Regions from separate parts of the Gossypium raimondii genome. Here region 1 is linked to region 2. Evidence: chromatin contacts called from public Hi-C data. All regions are on one chromosome and are shown on one strand. Each heading gives the region's core, a stretch centred on a gene start, on an enhancer-like site or on the middle of the called end of the contact. The rest is flanking DNA. Distances are from core to core; before and after follow the strand shown.

Region 1 (5,337 bases), core at 450-2,949, 170 kb after region 2:
AAGTATGTGCAGTTCTTGCGGACCTCCATTGCAATGTTGTAAATGCTGAGATATGGACCCATAATGCTAGGGCAGCTGCTGTAGTTCATGTGACAGATGATTCAATGAGCTGCGCAATCAGTGATCCAAAACGTCTCTCAATGATAAAGGAATTGCTTTGTAATGTTCTCAAAGGAAGTGATGACTTGAAAACTGCGAAAACAACGCTTTCAGCTCCAGGTGTTATGCACAGGGAGAGAAGGTTGCATCAAATCATGTTCGCAGACAGGGACTATGAAAGGGTCGAGAAGGCAGGAGTTAGGGCGGTAGAGGAAGGGAGTTCAAGACCTCAAGTCACTCTGTTGAATATCGAGAAAGATTACACTGTTGTTACCATGAGGTCAAAAGATAGGCCGAAACTATTGTTTGATATAGTCTGCACTCTCACAGATATGCAATATGTTGTTTTTCATGGAATGGTGAACACAGGAAGGATCGAAGCTTATCAGGTGAGTTGGTTACAGTGAAGTAGCTGGTAAAAAAATGACAATAGCAAACCCTTTTTATTATAGTCACTATTAGCCAATGGTCAACTTTAACAGTTGACAAGTTGATGCTATTGAAACCACTAGCGTAAGATTGATGCTGACGTTGTAATCCAATTTGTATTGGAATTCTACTCAGTTAAGCACAAGTTGTTATTGCTTGCGATTGCATCTTAACAGTGATAAACTGTTTTTTCCCCTATTTCCCACTAAACAGAACTTATGTTTCGTTGTAGGAATTCTACATCAGACATGTAGATGGGCTCCCCATTAGCTCGGAAGCTGAGCGTGTTCGTGTTATTCAATGTCTAGAAGCAGCCATTGAGAGGAGGGCATCTGAGGTATAAAAAAACCAGCTTGGCACAACACGACATGTACACACACACACATGGAATAAATAAAACCAAAAGAAACCAAGAAAAATGATTATGGTAAGCATGGTTTCATGATATTACAATACCCTCATCATTTTCATGGTACAGGGGCTGGAACTAGAATTGTGCACAGACGACAGACTTGGACTCCTGTCTGACATCACCCGCATATTCCGGGAAAACAGCTTGTGTATCAGGAGAGCATTAATTTCAACAAAAGGTGGCAAGGCCAAGGATACCTTCTATGTCACAGATGTGACAGGAAATCCAGTTGATCCCAAGATCATCGATTCTATCCGTGCACAGATTGGACATACCGCATTACAGGTGAAATGTAACTCAAGTCTTGCACCAAAACTACCTCATCAGGAGACAACAATGGGTCATTTCTTTGGAAATCTATTCAAAGCTCGAACTTTTCAGAATTTCAAGTTAATCAGATCTTACTCTTGAGACATCTCCTCCTCTTTTAAGTAGATATATTTGTACAGGAATATCAGATATTAAACCAAAAGATATACATAGGGGGAAAACACTGTAAATATTTAGCTTCTCCCTTGCTTGGTTACCAATGCCCTGATACTGCAAAGGAAAAGAAAAAACATCAGCCAGTCACTACACTGTAAAAGTTACTGCTGGTATTTGTATATCTTCACTGTCTATTGTAAGTAACATTTGTATAGTTTAATAAAAACATGGCTAGAAGTTTGTATAGAAGCATGGTGTGAAAATATTTTAAAATCAACTCTAATGCAAACCGGATGGTTTATAAAGGGATTTTATTCTCAAAAGGCGCCTCGCACCAAGACAGTATTCCTGAGTTTTTGTATAAAGGGATGATTGTTTTCCAATGATAAAACGATTATTAGTCTATTATCAGGATCGATCGATCGATCGATCGATCAATCATCTTTCTCCCATATAGCATTTGCCCCCATGTCTTTAGCTGTCTCGTAACTCTTTTCTGATCCAGTCATGAGAACAGTGACTGACTTAACAACTAGAATAGGCCGAGCATTGATCTCCGCATCCAACCATGCAACCCCAAATCCGACTTGGACTCCGTCTCTCGAACAGACCCTTCTCCGACTTGGTTGTCGTGAGTCGCTGACTCCGTCACTTGTCGCTCGTGTCATCGACTCCTTCCCCTTCACTCACTATTCTCTTGCTCTCGGCTTCTTCAACTGGGCCTCTCGGAAACCTGGATTTTCCCATGATTCAATATCTTATCAGTCAATTCTCAAATCTCTCTCGTCTTCCCGCCAATTTAATGCCATTGAAGCCCTCTTAAAGCAAGTCAAAGCTCAGAAACTCTCTCTTGACCCCTCGGTTTATCGCTTTATAATTAGTTCTTTGATCAAAGGAAAGAAAACCCAGAACGCAATCTGGGTTTTTAATGAAGTGAACTCTTTGAGTGCAGAGCTGGGATCTGAATTATGTAACTCACTTTTGGCTACTTCAGTTTCAGATGGTTACTTTGTTGAGTCCCAGAAAGTGTTTGATGAAATGTTTCAGAAAGGTATTGTTTTTAATACAATTGGGCTTGGTTTGTTTATTTGGAGTACCTGTAAAAATGGTGAATTGAGTAAAGTTTTGAGTTTGTTAGATGAAGTGAAAAAAGGAAGTTCTTGGGATGTTAATGGATCAATCATCGCAGTTTTGGTAGTTCATGGACTTTGTTTCTCATCAAGAGAATCAGAGGCTTTTTGGGCATTGGATGAGTTGAGGAGCAGGGGTTGCAAGCCTGATTTTATAGCTTATAGCATTGTAGCAGAAGCGTTCAGAATGACCAACAATGTGGTTGAGAGGGAGTTGGTTTTGAAGAAGAAGAGAAAGCTAGGTGTGGCTCCAAGGAGTAATGACTATAGAGAGTTTATCTTAGGGCTGATCCTGGAGAGGCGGATAAGTGAAGCAAGGGATTTAGGTGAAGCCATTGTGAGTGGGAATTTTCCTATTGAAGATGATGTTTTGAATGCATTGATAGGATCAGTTTCCAGGATTGATCCTGGTTCAGCAATCATGTTTTTGAATTTCATGGTTGGGAAAGGGAGATTACCCACTTTGTCAACCTTGAGTAATTTGAGTAAGAATTTATGCAAGCGTAGCAAGGGTGATGAATTATGGGAAGTTTACCAGGTTTTGTTTTCACATGGTTATTTCTCGGATTTGGAGAGTTACAATGTGATGGTTTCATTCTTCTGCAGGGCTGGGAGATTAAGGGAGGCTTATAAGGTTCTTCAGGAGATGAAGACAAAAGGGTTAAGCCCAAATGTCTTGTTTTACAATCATCTTATGGAAGCATGTTGTAAAGAAGATTTGGTGCGTCCTGCCAAAAGGCTGTGGGATGAGATGTTTGCAAGTGGGTGCCCAGGAAACTTGAGTACATACAATATCCTCATTGGAAAGCTCTCACAGATAGGGGAAGTTGAAGAGGCTACGCGCCTTTTTCGTCATATGGCAGAGAAAGGGGTAACACCGGATGCTACAACATATACAGCTCTTCTCGAAGGACTTTGTCAAGAATCAGATTTTAAATCCGCTTTTGAAATCTTCAATAAATCTGTTGAACAGGATGTGAGGCTTGCACAAACAATATTGGGCACTTTTGTCATACATCTCTGCAGAAAAGGTAATGTTCCAAACCTTATCATACAGGTTACATATTCATTTAGAAATTAACATGGTTTAACAAACATGGTATGGTTCTTGCAGGTCAGTTTCCTGTTGCTTCTAAGTTGCTGTGTGTTCTAAATTCTGATATAGCTCATTCAGATACCCATGTCGTTATGCTGAAATGGTTAGCTGATGCTAAAGAGATTCAATTAGCGATTAAACACATACAACGGGTTCGAGGTACCTCACCTTCAATTTTGCAAGTTATATTCAGCAAGCTTGCTGCCTCTGTTTCTTCTACTTCGGGACCAAACTCTACTGAGCAGTTGCTTCAAGCAATACAGGAGGAAGGTCCGGTTGGTTGCAAAATTTACTAGCAAGAGCAAGTATATGCTATGGAACCCCCCACTTAATCGTAAAATAGAACTCAAAAAGGGGTAGGGAGCAAATCCATAAGAGAGATACTGCTTGATAGCTTTTTACTCTTATTTATTCTTATTGTCAGCAGTTTTCTTAAGAATTTTGCCTTCAGGTATTCAATCATTTTTCCTCCCCATCATTTTCCTTTGTTATTTTCTCTTCCTTTTCTGTATTGTTGTAGATATCCAAATGTTCATTTGCAGTCGGAACTTATTTTAGGGTAAATTATTGAAATAGTTAATTTTGTTTGACTTAGTTACATGTTTTTTTTTGTATACGTGACAAATAAAAAGGATATGTTTCATATTTGTTTATTTGTATATTATAAGCAACCAACAATGACAAGCAGGCTTAGAGGTTGATGTTTTCATCTCTTCTTCTTCTTTTCTTTTCTATGTGTTTTCTTCTTCTCTTCTCTTCTCCTTTCTAATGGTAACAAAAAAAAAAAAAAACCACAATTGTTGCTTGTTTTTAAACTGAAAAAAATTGGGTTTTAGGATAAAATTTTGTATTCTATTTTCAAAAAGAAATTTAACTTTTCTCATGACATTCACGTTGGCATTTAAAATCTATTTTAATTATCACGTCGAGCTGTCATTTGAGAGGTAACAGATCTGTAACAGCGCACCCAGCCTAAATGTTATGGCTAGATCTTAAGATATTACGCTTCCCGTTTGAAAACCCAAATTAAAATCTAATTTTGGAAATCGTGTGATCTAAAAATATTATTTTTTGAAAATACTTTTACATGTTTTTCTTTATTAGAAAATCATACGCAAAACCTATTTATTTTACGGAAAAGCATTTAATTTGATACGTTGTGTTTCAGTGAAGATTTTGGAGTTAATAATTTGAAAAACGTAATTTCGATAAATGAAAACGTATAACTTTGTCGATTGTACATATTCTGAAACTTTTGTTATTAACTTTCGTAAAACCCATTTCAAATTTGCAGCGAGAAACCTTAGCTTGTTTAATTTTGAAACCCAAGCATTTATTTTAGTTTACAGAAAACATGCAAAAATCTTTAATTAAATAACAAAAACCACCACAAAAACCCAAAACCAAAATTAAATCCAAAAATTAGTTCAAAAATCAAAAGTCCTGAAAATTTAATTTTTAGTAATTTAAACCATCATATGCGAGAAAATCAGTCCGAGTTCCGAAATGTCATCCTTTCCTAATTCTGTCGATTACCTGAAATGGTGAAATGAAGGGGTGAGCTAAAAAGCTTAGTGTCTAACTTAACTCAAATAAAAACACAGATAACATAATAAACAAATCAAAACATCACAGAGAATTTCACCAAATTCAAATGGCAAAATTGTGAATGCATGCTTATGTCAATACGATATTTTTAGAAAACATATGCAAATTTTTCAAAAAACTTCCTACCCAACTCCGCT
Region 2 (5,541 bases), core at 137-2,636:
TTATGATTCACGGATCAAATCAAGTCAAAATGGAAATTTTTAAAAATGGGCCCATATGGTCGTGTGGCCCACACGGCCTGGCACACGGTCTCATACACGCCTGTGTGGCTTACATGGCCCAAATAGCTTAGACCATGTGACTCACATGGCCCGTTACACGACCATTTGGCATCAACAATCCCAATTTCGGCTTTCGTCGATCACTATTTTCTCGAGTTTTCGTTACACACCTAGTCGTTTTCCAATGCTAGCACTTTGACAAAGATGCCAAAACCTAAAACAGATATTTAAAAAGAACATTTTAGGAACAAAACACTAAATCAAATCTACTAATTTGGCACAACCCCCTAACCTTAGGCCTTAATAAACTGGAAATAAGCCTTTCGAGCATTTAATTACTCACCCAAAATGGTAGGGGCATTCTTAATAATCCCTTAATTGTTCGGAAGACTATTAGTTAAAGAAACATCACCTAAACCAAAGGTTTCAGAGAAAAAAAATCGCGTTACACAAAGAAAATAGCAAACTTACTCCATAATCGCAAAAACTCCACAACAAACAGACGAATCTAACCCCAAAATACTTACCTCGCACAGTTCTCATGAACTAATTAGCAAGAGGGTGAAAAAAATTGAAAGTAATAGGGAAAAAAGGTAGAAAATCCAAGGGAATAAAAGAAGAGACGATATAAGAAAAAACAAGAAAGCCGAAAGGGGAAAACGTGAAAGAGATAAAAAATAAAAGAAAAGACAAAGAATAATAATAGGGTGAAGGAAACGTGGGGCAAAACAAACAATTTGTTTTTGGGGAATGGAAAATTCAAAAATTAAATAAAATAATAATAGATGAAAATAACTAACCAACAAATTTTATTCAGTTTTTCCCAAAGTTTGAATTTAACTCAATAACTGACATAAGGCAGCGTAATGCCAGGAACTAAAAATTTAATTTTGTTTTACTTATGCAAGAATTTAATCACAAGACTTAAAGGTAAACTAAAGTCTTACCACTGAACCAACAAGTTCATTCTTTTTGTCATTTGCGCAAAAATAAAACATAAGCCGGATGCTTAAGGTTCAAAGGTAAGACAAAAATAACTAAAATTTTAAAGAAAATGAATCAAACCTAGAATCTCACACCCAAACACAACTCAATATCTTCTAACCTTGTTTTTGGGGTATGACAAATATTCTCACCAAACCGTATCACATGGTTTTCCTCCTTGCCTAGGCTAGTTTCAACAGCTATGGTTCCAAATTGGTAAAGACATTACCAATTGTAGATGTATGAGCTCCTATCGGTGATCCACCATCAAATCCCACATTCTCTTGGACTACAGATGGGTTGGCCCTATTAATATTCATAGGCATAAGGACCATAACAGGTTTATTTGGCCCACTAAATAATACCCCTTTCCCTTTGGCCCGGTCTCCTAGTTTCTTGCTTAACCCATCTGACTTTCCCTTAAAAGCGAAACATGCGTTCACACTAGTGACGTTACTATCTTTTTGCATTAAAACTTGAGATATTTTTTTCGTGATCGGCGACTTCATCAATTGCTCCCTGATTTTGGGTTCTAACTAAAACTGAAAATCTTGACCCTCATGAAATTTCGGCATCTAATCATGTGTTTTGCTCTCTTCCATTACGAGCTTTTCGTCTTTGCTTCCTTCCCACAAGCATCCAAGACCCAAACTTCTCTACTCTGCAGTTCAACTCCGCCGTATCAAAATTCTTCCGTGAATCATCTTCTCTTCCCTTATCACGGCCCCCTAACGACGGACAAACGTCTTGGACATGATCGTATCTACCACATCCAAAGCAAACGTTTGGTAAAGCCTCATATTCCACTCTTTGGAGAGTGCCATCAATTCTGATCTTTGGCTTCAACCGAACTTCCCGATTCACATAGATTGTCATTCTCACAAAGTGGCCCCGCGATCCATTTTCTGCGTTATAATCAATTTTCACAACTCGTCCAATCTCATCGTTCACTCAAATTTTTTTCCTCTACCCATCAGATCAATGGAATTTATGTATATGCAACCAATATGACATTGTTTCAAAATGAAATTATTGGTAGTAGTAAAGAAGAAAGAAAAAAAATGAATAGAAAAATTCCAAACTAATTTATACAATTATTTTAATAAGTAATATCTATAACCTTTTGCTTTTATCTTTTAAATTGCTGTCTTTTGTAGAGAAAAAAACAAAATATAAAATCAAAAGAGAAAGGGATAGTTGATATATTGCTCAAATGTGTAGATGGTATGCAAGGATAATGGTTAGGTCCATGTATATCTTATCAAAAAGAGGCATTTGGTACGTAAGAGATTCTGGCTTTTTTGGTGCTCATCAATTGGTGGGGGCCTCTCCATTTTCTAATTATGTGCTGCAACTTTCCTTCACGTTGATGAATAACCCAGCACCAAGTTGCAGTATAGTACAACTTAATAGCAGTATTGTACAAGAGATATTAATTCGATGAAGAAATAAACTAGCTAGAGGCCTATCAACTTTCACTTGAAAGTTTGCTACTATGGGTATTTAATTTCCAATTTAGATCATCATGCCTTTGCTAAATGCTTAAAAAAAGACAATAAAAAATTACACTTTGTATGCATTGCATGCCAACCAAATAGCTATAAATATTTGTTTATTTGCTTTCGAATTATTAGGCCCTTGGAATTATTTACCAAAACGAATTGCTATGTTGGTGAGAGCTTGGCATTCAAATGGGGGGAAGAAACAAAACTTTTGATAAGGATTGGAGTAGGAATGGAAAATTATTAAAAAAACAAACAAAGATCCAAGCTTATCACAATTCTTAATAGGAACATTAAGTGTTAAAAGATAATAATAAAGAAATAAAAAATTAGATGTTTTACCTTACCATTCAATCTTTGAATTCATGTGAGGTTGGTTTTGATAATTTTCTTTCCACAGTTAAGCTAAGCTTTCAAAGAGGGGAGGTCCCCTTTGTCTACATGATAGGAAGCACGTCTGACAAGCAATGCGATCCCTAACATACACATATACCCATTCTAACCATAGTTATCTTCACAGCCCAAAGGAAGTGCTCTTCTCCACAAATAAACAAAGTGCTCAAATTCTATAAAATTATATTGTAGTCTGAATTTTTTTGGCAAATTTAATCTCTCTACTATAGTTTCAGTTTTTCTTTTACTTTTAAATACACATTTTCAATTCGGATGCAAATTTGATAAAATAATTTAATGTAGTTGTGTTTTTAAATGCAGTGGTTTTACATATATATATATACATTATTAGTTTTTGTACAAATAAAAATATTATTTACATTTTAAAAGAATTAACAGAAAATATTAGCTTTAGGACTAAAATTACATATTTTAAAAAGTAGAGAGATTAGAAAGTATCAAAATATAGTAAATGAATTAAATTTACAAAAGAAGAGAGAGAGAGAAAACATAGTACAAGAATCTTTTGTAAAATTTGACCTAACAAAATTATTTTTTTTCTGGATACATCTCCTAAACTTATAAACCTCAAATCCTAAACATATTTAAGTGAATTTGAACTCACGACTTTTAAATTGCTGTAACAATAATAATACTAAATGAGTTTGTAGTAAGTCGACAGGCCATTCCTTAAAAAGGAAAAAGAAAAAAAGGTAAGTAGAAGAAGTAAATAATAAATAAATATATCTATATATGCCCTCATTTCTTCAATGATCCATCCCAAAACCATCCTCAAGTTGCTTAATAATCAAGTTTGGGAGAATGATTAAAGAAAAGGGAGAAAACTAACTAAAAGGGGATTTGTATGTAATGCAATGATATCCCCACTATGGTGACCAAGAATTGCATGGATTATATAATCATATTCATACGAATAAAGACAAAGTTTTGTGATATAGATACCATGTAAGTCATTATCATGGACATGAAGTGATTTAAGCTTAAATACAACTTATTCTGTTTTTTGTTTAAAAACAATAGATTGCATGATTTAATTAAATTAGACACTAGTTGAAATACAAGTTATTCTTCTTCTGATATAATCATTGTTGAAGTTCAATAGCGAAAAAGGGTCCCAAAAATTATGCCATGCCAACCGGAAAGTAAAAGTGAGCTTGGACCAATTACCTCAACAAAAGAATTCATATCTTGCCCCATATGAAGCAAAAGTGGTTAGATTTTGTTGACCAAAGAAAGGAAATACAGTTGTTAGATTTATGATCACTGCATGATTTGATTCAACTTGAGAAATACAAAGATGGGAGTTTTGCAGTCTAATTCGGGTGACTTGTATAAGGATAGAACTCGTGATTGGTTGGAATTAAAGATTTAAATGGAAAATTTTCACCATATCATTATTGTGAAATTTTAATATACCAATTACAATAACATCACTACATTTGGTTTAGCTATCGTGATCAAGTTTTAAAAGGATTAAGATATAAAGTTGGGAGTTTTCTATTCAATCATATAGGCTAAATATATTAATAAAATAATGGACACCAGATATGGAACAAATCACTTTCAAAGCAAGAAATACAAAATTATTCTTACAGTTAACTATTTAAGAAATGAAATTGGACACCATAGTCTTTTTTCTCAAGCTGTCATTGGCATCCACTAAATCTAAGAATTTAGAGACTTTAACAAGTGTGTCTTACTTTCCCTTACCTTATTAAACTTTAGAAATGCAAGGAAGCTAAACCAACCTAAGCATCCCCTCTTTCATTTTATCCCCTCTTTCATTTTATCAAAAGATTATTTTTCAAAGAATCATTCTGTTTAATTTTCTTATGTTTAAGGATCCTATGTGCTGAAAATGACATTGTGTAAAAAAAATGAAGAGGGTGTTTTAAGAAATGAGCAAATCATCGTCCTTCTTCCCACATTGATGAGTCTTCAAGTGTCAATTTCTAGAGAATTATTATATTTGATGAGGTATCACTCCATGTTTGATGTGAATTTTGAATTGTCAGAACTGAACAACACTTGACTAGGGACCCACTTATATAGTGCAGTATCACTAAATTCAACAAATGTGTTCTCTTTTTTTTTTTGGCAGATTTTGACGTTTGAGGGTGGTAGTGATCCCATGATTAATTTCATTTTTACAAAATTTTTAACTTTATTTTTTAATAATATATCAGAAGGATGACCTTAGAGGGTTAGAAACTAAGGTTACCATCCAAATAGACAATTAAGTCCTTTGCAACAACCAAAATATATTGTAAATAATATTTTAAGTTTAAATTTTGTGGATAAAGAAAATAACAATAAAAGAATTTTATGCACATTTGAGGCCCTAACTCAACTTTGATAGTGTTTTCAGTTGCACAGTGAGTTGAAACTTACTTAATTTTGTTGGCATATTTAGATAGAGGAAAATGATTATTTTTCTACACCCTTTTTTAAGGGATATTGAGCAACTTTTAAATCACGATTGGTGAAGATATTCAATCAAATAAGGATTTTATGAAAACTTTTAGTATGCTTCACTTGCCTTGTTTAGAGACATATGACAATAGATAGAAGAAGTTAAAGC

What was found. Hi-C and Micro-C count contacts between places; a contact is called where the count stands out from the background.
Region 1: a contact with region 2 is called in a Hi-C map of leaf, with 3 times the contacts expected there. The contact joins the promoter of LOC105780229 here to the enhancer-like site in region 2. A contact is called at or near these places in 2 of 2 Hi-C or Micro-C datasets (both in leaf).

What each region holds. Positions count from the first base shown.
Region 1 is chr4:36,337,268-36,342,604 of ASM2569854v1, forward strand. It overlaps LOC105780229 (pentatricopeptide repeat-containing protein At5g14080), which reads left to right and starts at 1,700. Exons shown (of 2, transcript XM_012604430.2): 1 at 1,700-3,527; 2 at 3,611-4,301. The coding sequence starts at 1,874. The coding sequence ends at 3,888. It overlaps LOC105780231 (ACT domain-containing protein ACR6), which reads left to right. Exons shown (of 7, transcript XM_012604431.2): 5 at 1-488; 6 at 761-865; 7 at 1,007-1,615. The coding sequence ends at 1,351.
Region 2 is chr4:36,168,990-36,174,530 of ASM2569854v1, forward strand. No RefSeq gene overlaps it. Among protein-coding and RNA genes, the nearest start is that of LOC128040703, 9.8 kb to the left of the region's middle. Within about 2 kb of position 1,387, the one cell type or tissue checked has open chromatin away from gene starts, as enhancers often do. A contact at or near this core is called in leaf, where this site is marked.